2 separate regions of the Gossypium hirsutum genome follow, and region 2 is linked to region 1. The links are chromatin contacts, called in public Hi-C maps. All regions are on one chromosome and are shown on one strand. The core of a region is the stretch at or near the end of the contact, and the rest is flanking DNA. Distances in the headings are between cores, read along the strand shown.

The links. Hi-C and Micro-C count contacts between places; a contact is called where the count stands out from the background.
Region 2: a contact with region 1 is called in a Hi-C map of leaf, with 1.8 times the contacts expected there. The contact joins the enhancer-like site here to the promoter of LOC107889113 in region 1. A contact is called at or near these places in 4 of 34 Hi-C or Micro-C datasets (anther, callus and leaf).

What each region holds. Positions count from the first base shown.
Region 1 is chrA09:62,234,843-62,239,394 of Gossypium_hirsutum_v2.1, forward strand. LOC107889113 reads left to right here and starts at 1,868. Exons shown (of 2, transcript XM_016813435.2): 1 at 1,868-2,396; 2 at 2,709-3,048. The coding sequence starts at 2,382. The coding sequence ends at 2,927.
Region 2 is chrA09:62,347,979-62,352,530 of Gossypium_hirsutum_v2.1, forward strand. No RefSeq gene overlaps it. Among protein-coding and RNA genes, the nearest start is that of LOC107889115, 4.6 kb to the left of the region's middle. Within about 2 kb of position 2,048, at least 7 of the 9 cell types and tissues checked have an H3K27ac peak or open chromatin away from gene starts, as enhancers often do. A contact at or near this core is called in leaf, where this site is marked.

The sequences.
Region 1 (4,552 bases), core at 618-3,117:
CACCCATTATAGGCTCATATGGGTTGAGTTCAGTTTAGGGGAATACATTTCCCTATAACCATGCAGAGATAAAAATCTCACGAAGACATAGGTACGGATGTATCCCAAAAGCAATCAACTAGCCCATGCGGAGGTGAAAACCTAACGAAGGTATAGCTTCTCACTCCCACTTAAAGGTGTAACCACAACGGTCATGCAATGCAATGCAAGAGTATTCTAAAAGACTCAAACCAAAACAATCATACAAACAAATGCAACAAAAGAATCATGATTTTCAAATCAAAATTTCAATTTTTGACAAAAGGACAGAAAATAATCAATTTATAGCTTGACTCTCTTATTGGTCCCCAATGGAGTCGCCAAGCTGTAGAAGTAATTTTTTATTTGTTGAAAAAAACAGAGATCGACTTTAAAAAATGAAAAAGGGAGTCACCACCAATCCTTTTTATTTAGGTGTGATCGAATCACCTTATAAAATATTTTGTTTTATTAAAACCTCAATTTTGGTCTACGAAATTCGTGAAAACGGGTTCGGGAGTCGCTTGCATACGAGGAAGGATTAGCACCCTCGTAGTGCCCAAAATTGGTACCTAATTGATTAGTTAATGTTCTAATGTCGAAAATTTGAAAAGATTTTAAAATATAATCCCTTTAGAAAAAAAATTGAATAACTCGAATTGAATGTTAAGATTCTCTTGCTTGACATGACCTTTTAGACCTTCAAAACCAAGATCGGCTCTTGATTTTCAGAAATTCATACATTGAAAATTACAAAAGGATATTCGATTATTTGGTCCAACAGAAAACCGAAACCAAGCACGTTAGGGCATGATTTCTCGAATATCCAAACACAGAACATTGCCTTGTTTTGAAGTTAAGAAAACACAACTAAAATTTTGAAAAAATATTCGGTTAGTTGGTCAAATGGAAAATCGAAACCCAACATGTTAGGGCACAACTTCTCGAATTCCCAAACATGGAATATTACCTTTATTTTTAGCAAATTCTTTGTTTAATAATAATGATTTCAGAATAGGAACCATATTAAAACACGACCTTTTGAGCGAACGTAGTGCAGTGGAATAATATACAACGTAAAGTAGTAATTTACAAGCAAAATGCTACAATATTGAATCACAAATAACTAATAAACACAATGCAAGAATTATAATACCCGTGATGATAAATATGTAACATACAATCTCAATATTTAGAAATGATACAAAATGATATACTCCAAAAAAAACTAAAAAAATAAATGATATAAAAAAGATTAAAATAAGTAATAAAAAAGAGAAAAAAAAATAAAGGTTTAAAACAACGAAATAAAAAAAAAACAAATAAAAGTTTAAAAAACAACTATTGTAAACAAATTAAAAATAAATACTATAAATGGCAATAATATGAAATAATTTAAAATAGTTGATGTGCAAAACGGTTTTAAAATACAATAATATATAAAATGATTTAAAACAATTAATTTAAGAGCAACTTAAACTAATATATAAATTTAAATTTATTAAGTTTGAAATGAATAATATATATAAAAATGTGAAACAATCTAGTAAAAATAAGACACAAGATCTTAAAATAAATAATCATAAAACAATTTTTAAAATAAATAATACATAAAAGAAATAGAATAAATAATATATGAAAATAGTTTAAACTAACCAATATATATACAAATATTTAAAGTTAATAATATATAAGTTTAATATAAATAATATACATGAAAGAAATTTAATAAGAAAATAGTTGAAATAAATAATATATAGAAGGATTTAATAAAAGTATTAATAATAAAACTGAAAAGTGATAAATAAGTAAATCAAAACAAGCTAAGGACAAATTTGAAATTAAAACGAAATCTACAGTCTAAAAATTATATATTAAATTAACAAGAGGATCCAGATTGAATGTATGCGCAAAAAATAGGGATTGATTGGGAAATTATCCCTAACCCTTAAAACGCGTCGTTCTGATGCGGACCCAAATGAATCACTGATAAAATCATGGGACAAAATTGAAAAATAAAGATAAATTGATTTGAAAGACCAAGAAATGAGGAAGGGCGAAATGCGCAAATTGCCCGCTAATGGAAAACACGCAGATCCTCTCCGTATTGGGTCAACGCGCAGATCCACGGCCTTGAAACGACATCGTTTAGACGTTCAAACTCCAGGCACAAAACGGTGCCGTTCCATAGGCAATATAAATCTAAAAAATTTTAACTAAACTTCATTTGGTCATTCAGTTTAAAAAAAAAAAAGAAAAGAAAAAAATGCTTCCCATTCCTCTGCTAGGGTTTCGACCTTGCTTTAGGGAGCCACATAGGAGGGTCATCGGTGCTTCAGCACCTTCGCCTCTGACGCAGATCCATGAAGCGAACACAGGTAAGCCCTTTCTCTTTCAGTTTTTATTTAGAATCCGTTTGTAAAAAAAACGAAAAGAAGGAATAAAGGAAACGTGAATTTGAAAAGAAAATCCCAGAAAAAGAATGAAAAACAACCTTTTAAACCTTGGATCTGATTTTTTTATTGCTATTGATTTTTTTTTATTCAGTATCCATAAAAACTTTGCACCGATTCTCTGGCTTTTTATAGCAAAAAAAATGAAAACGAAATTACAACCTCATTTTTCTTCTATATTTTCTACTATTATTTTTTACTATTTTCTGTTATTTGCTGGTTATTTGCTGTATTTAGTTTCGTCTCGCAGGTTCTGCTGATGTGGAAGTGTACGGAGAAGGCCACTTGTGGGGAGGCTACGGCGCGCATGAGCAGCAGCTTCGTGGCCTAGAGTTTCCAGCAGATCTCATCTGTTCAGGCCATTTGGGCCAGTGTGCCTTGGGCCCTTGGAATTGGGTCTGTTTTAGGTTTTTAGCAACTGGGTTGGGTCTAGGTCTTAGGTTGGGTCTATTGTAAAATGGGTTTTGAAATTTGGGCTATCTTGTGTTTGGGCTAGAATTTTGTGATCTGGACTAATATTTTATTTTTTATTTTGGACTATTAAAAAAACCTGGTGTAAATGGACTTTTATTTATTATTTTTTGTTTTAAGTTATTTTATTTATTTTTGGATAACTTTATGGGCCCAGACGAAATGGGCCTTCTACAAACCCCACACACCAAATTAGTGATCATATGTCATTGTATAGAAATATGCAGTTAAGCTGCCAGATATAGTATAAAAAACTGCTAGAATTAGATATATGCAGTGTTTAACTGCCAAATACAATAATTTGCAGTGTTACGGCTAGAAATTGCAAAACATTGTCTATCAGAACTTACTCCATCACATATCATATCCCACCCCAAATACACATGCAATAACATAACATATATTAAGGCATATTCAGAATAACCATGCTTATAATGCTCACAAGTTTACATATTAGAAACACATTTTGAAAGGTAGACATACCTTTAGAATTTATGTGATCATAATAGAACATTAGTTTTCATTTATCAAACAACATGCACATCACTTAACAAAACCTATAAAATCACTAACCTCAAAATGCATTTTAAAAATACGACCATAACTAATTTTACTTAAAATGGGCCCATAGGTTCGTGTGGCCCACATGGCCTAACACACGGTCGCATTGCTCACATAGCCTGGCACACGACTATGTAGTGTCGACAATATCATTTTTGGCTTCACTCCGTTCACTGATTTTTTGGGATTAGAGTTACACACCTGTCTGTTTTTCAAATTGTTGCCACAACAACAGCACCCAAATCTACAAACAACAATCACCATTCAAAAAATAAATAAGATTGCACAAAAAACCAAGTTGAAAAAACTCGGTCTTTGCCCATTCCAACTTTTTAGCTAAAAGAATGGCTCTTACGAACCAGCCCCTAAACTAAGGTATTCAATCACTTACTCAAAACAACAATGACCTAACAACACCTAGATCATTGAAAAATTAACCACTCCACCACCATCACCTAAAATATTTACTGAACCAATTAGAACGAGGATTTTCATATCACTAAAATTACCTACCTTGCATGGGAAAACTATATAAACTTACAAAAGAGAGGATATAGATAGTATAAAACTTATACTGCGATGATAATTCTATTCCCCACTCGAACACATGACACAAAGGAGTAACATTACAGAGTTGGTGGCAATACAAAGGCAAGGTAATAATTAACAAAACAAAAAGAAAACAAAAGACAAGGGGACGATAACCAAAGAAATGTGGTAGAGAAAAAAAGGAAAAGTAACCGAAAAATGGAAAATGAGAGTAGTGGGGGACGTGAGAGTGGAAAGTGGGAAAGATTTTTGGGATAATTTTCAAAAAGAATTTTTTTAAAAAACTACCAATATCCCACTAATAACTATCTTATCATATTTCCCTAAAAATTGAATTCAACCCAATTTCTAACTACTAGGGCGACACAAACAGCGAGAAGAAAAAAGAATTCTACACAAACAGCGAGAAGAAAATAGAATTCTTCTTTTGCACACAATAGGATTTGAACACAAGACCTCTAGGTAAATTGAAGCCTTATCACTGAACTAATAGGCTCACT
Region 2 (4,552 bases), core at 798-3,297, 110 kb after region 1:
ATCCTGATTTGTAATAAGCCTCCATCCCTGTTTAGCTAGTAGTGAAATATTAAATTGCGCAATATTTCTAAAGCCCATTTCCCCCTTCTCTTTCGACCGACACATAAATTTCCATTGACACCAATGTATCCCTTTCCTCCCCAGACCTTTTTGCCACTAGAATTTTGCGAAAATATTTTCCAACTCTCCACATAACAATTTTGGTAAAAGGAAACAAGACATAGCATAGGATGGAATTGCCTGGAGAACAGATTTTATAAAGACCTCCTTTCCCCCTTGCGACAACAACCTTGTACTCCAGTTGTCAATTCTCAACTTAACTTTATCTTTGAGATTTTGAAAAGCGTCCTTCTTTCGCCTGCAACAACATTAGGTAGTCCTAGATATTTTTCCAAATTTGTGGAGCATCGAACACCTAGCAAGCTCAAAGTTTCTTCTTTGTCCCTTTCGGTTATCTTTGAACTGTAAAAAATTATCGATTTGCCAAAATTCACACATTGGTCTAAGCACTGTTCATATTCTGTCAAAATTTCTTTTAAAATTCTGGCCCCTTTATGTGGTGCTTCACCAAACAATATATAATCATCTGCAAAAAGCAGGTGTGATATCTTCGGTCCTCTTCTACTAGCCCTCACTCCCTTCATTGATCCCTCAATAGTTGACATTCTTATCAGCGATGAGAGTCCTTCATTGCATATCAAGAATAGGAAAGGGCTAAGCAGGTTACCCTGGCGAAGCCCTCTAGTAGGTTTAAAAACATCTCCTCTTCTTCCATTGATATTCATTGTGTACGAGACTGTGGAGATGCACTTCATGATTAAATTCACCCACTCCACTGCAACTCCCATTTGAATTATAACTTCCTTTAGAAAAGCCCACTCAACTCTGTCATAAGTCTTACTCATATCTAGTTTAACTGCCATAAATCATTTTTTCCCAATACATTTTTGACGTAGTGTATGTAAGAGTTCATAAGCCACAAGCACGTTGTCAGTAATTAGCCTTCCGGGAATAAAAGCACTTTGAGCCTTGTCAATGCATCTCCCAATAACTTCTTGAAGACGATTAGCAATTGCTTTTGCCACAATTTTGTATAAAACTGTGCATAAACTGATAGGTCTGAAATTAACAAGGCTTGTGGGATTTGGCAATTTAGGAATAAGCACAATGTCTGTAAGGTTTAGAGAGTCGAGATCCCTTCCATCACTAAGAATACCCAAACAAAATTTTTCAACATTTTTACCTATAATATGCCAAAATTTTTGAAAAAAATACTGGAAAACCGTCATAACCTGGTACTTTAATGGGCCCCATTCCTTTCAAAGCTAAAATTACCTCTTCTGCTGTAAAAGGTACTAATAAATCTGCATTGATATCAGATGAAATAGTAGAATTAATACCTTTTAGAAGGTGGGATAAACAATCAATTCCCTGTGAAGAAAATAAGTTCTGGAAATAATTTGAAGCTGCCTCATTAATTGTTGTTTCCCCAGAAATATCCCTCCCATCTTCAGTTTCCAACCTAGTAATAGTGTTAATTCGTCTACGAACTGAGGCATATTTGTGGAAAAAAAGTAGAATTTTTATCTCCTAGTTGAAACCAATTTGCTCTTGCCCTCTGTTCCCAGTACATTTCATCTTTGTCGATTTCCATGTTGAGTTGAATTCTAGTATCAATCAGCTTTTCCATTATGTCATCATCCCTATCACTTGCCAGGAACTCCTCAAGTTCTTTCATGAGCTTATTCTTTAACCTGTCTCTACCCTTTTTTATGGACCTAGCCCACCTAGTCAAACCAATCTGTAACCTTTCAAATTTATCGACAATATCTCCATTCGATGACTCCCACGAGTTTTTAATCTCTTGTTTAATAAATTCCTCTATTATCCACCATTCCTCAAACTTAAAGCTTTGACTCCCTTTAAAAGTCTTGTCCTTGTCATTATTAATAAGTAGTGGACAATGTTCTGAAATCGAATGTACCAAGTGATGAATAGCTCCTTTTGAGAAAAGATGCATCCATTTTTAGTTTGCCACGCCTCTATCTAGTCGCTCTTTAATATTTGTTTCCGGTAGGTTCCCTCTCTCTTATGTAAACCAAACCCCTGAATACCCCACATCCATTAATTGACATTCATCTAAAACCTCACGGAAAGCTTCCATTCTTTTTTCCTCCCTCAGTTGACCTCCACTTTTTCAAAAGAATACATTATTTCATTAAAATCACCACATACCAGCCATGGGTGATTTTGATTTTGACCCAACCTCCTTAACAAATTCCACGAGTCATCCTTATTGGTAACATAATGCGAGCCATAGAACCCTGTAAATCTCCACTCTTGATTGACATTATTCTCCTTTACCAGCACATCAATATGGTTTTTTGAGAAATTGTTTAGCCGAATCGTAATTCCAGCTTTCCATGCCATAGAAATTCCACCTCTAGAGCCTTCTGCTCCTACATCAATCTCATTCTCAAAACCACATTTCCTCATAATTCTTTCCATACGCTTACCATCAATTTTGGTTTCCATAAGGAAAACTATTTAGGGTTTATGTTACTTTAGCAAAAATCGAAGCCTTCTTGCTGCCCGTGGACTCCCCAATCCACGGACGTTCCAACAAATGGTTTTCATTGTGTCCGGTCGGCTTGCCATCTGGCAGCGGCCGATCTATTTTGAATGGTAATACCACTTTACTTTAGAATTTCTGCCGTCAAAAGTGTGTCTCCGTCATTGTGAAAGTCTTAATCAACATATTTCACTCTTTTTGCTTCTGTTTCACAAGATTTTCTGTTTTCGTCATCTACAATTTCTATATCCTCCGATTTCCTCTTCCTCAATATACTCTCTTTGTTACCACTTTCCATCTCTCTTGCTGCCTCTAGCCTCTTCCATCTTGGCTTTTTGGCTGGTTTCGATAGTCCTTGATTATTAATTTCCCCATTCTCTTTTCCTTTGCTAATTATCGCTTCCTCCTATAACACTATCGTATTCTCCTGTCCTGTAAGATGCGCATTATCCTGACTTCTGTGGGCAGTAGCACTGTTCCCCGTCTCTTGAAAATTTGGCTCAGAGATTCTCTCTATATCACCTGTATATGAACATTGAGACTTTATCTTCTTTGAAAGGGCATTAAACTTTAGACTCTCCTTTCCAATAAAATTTACTTCTGCTTTTAGTGCTAAAGAAAAAGGAGGATCATCTTTGAATTTGTTTTTTTTCTGTAGGTGTAGACTTAAGACATTCAAAGAGCCCGTGCCCTAGCATACCACAACCAAAGCAAAAATTTGGTAATTTTTCATATTTAAAAGGAATCTAGGACTTACAATACTTTCCTGTTGAAACGAAAATACCCCTGCGCAAGGGCTTTAGCACTTCTAATTGAACTTTAATACGGTAGAATTCTCCATTAATTTCAGATCTCATAATACCTCCAAAAGTAGCCCCAACAGCATGCATCAAGTCTTTTTTGTCAAATTCTGGTGAGCATGGGCCAATCTTAATCCAATATGGGGATGAAGTAAGCCTAATTTGACTCCTTTCCATTGATGAAGTTAACCGATCAAAGAGTACTAAGTTCTTCCTAAATAACCATGGCTGTCCCTCTACAACTGTTTCCAAATCTTTTTCACTATCAAACACTATCGAGAATAGATCCTGCCCTGCCAACTGGATCTCAAACTTTTTCTTTGTTTTCCAAATACTTCTCATCTGTGCCCTGAAACTATCTAAATTATATGATTTTTTTGTCCAAATAGTACAGATTAGGGTTGGCTTTTCGCTTGGTACCACCATAGAGCTTTTGACCGATAGTTGAATGAGTTCCTCTGCCAGAAGGGAGATCTCATCTCCTATAAAACTCTTGTCACCACCACTTTCCTTCATCCCAAGCCACAGAAAAAACTGCTCTCTCTAGGATGCTAAGCAAAGCACTTTTGGCTAGGGTTTGAATGGACACCCAGTTTTATATATTATTTAATTTAAACTTTTATATGTTTTTTAGCTTGTAATGTCTTATTATTATTCATTTTAAAATTTCATAAATTACTTGTGTTAAACCGTTTTACACCCTTGTATATTATTTATTTTGTATATTATTTTAAACTTTTTATATGGTCTTAAATTGTTTCTTTATTAATTATCTTAAGTTGTTTTGTACATTACTCTATTTTAGATTGTTTCGCATATTGATCATTTTAAATTGCTTTGCGTTATTCATCCCAAATGGTTCTTTTTATGTGGTATCTATTTTAAATTTTTTATCACTTGTGTAAAATTGTCTCGTTATTTTGTTTAAATTAATTTATATCATTTATTTCGTTTTTGCTTGATTAGTAATATTCGCATCTCAATGTTGTATGTTGTGTAATTACCACCATCACATGCATTATGAATTGCCCACTAGCATATTCTTGATATCGACATCCATTAATATGATGTTTTAATTCACTTATCACTTCTTTTGTTGCATTAATTTTACCCTAATTCATAAAAAAGGGAAAATAAAAATCGGTAATATCACGTGTTTTGGGAAAAATGAAAAAATCGT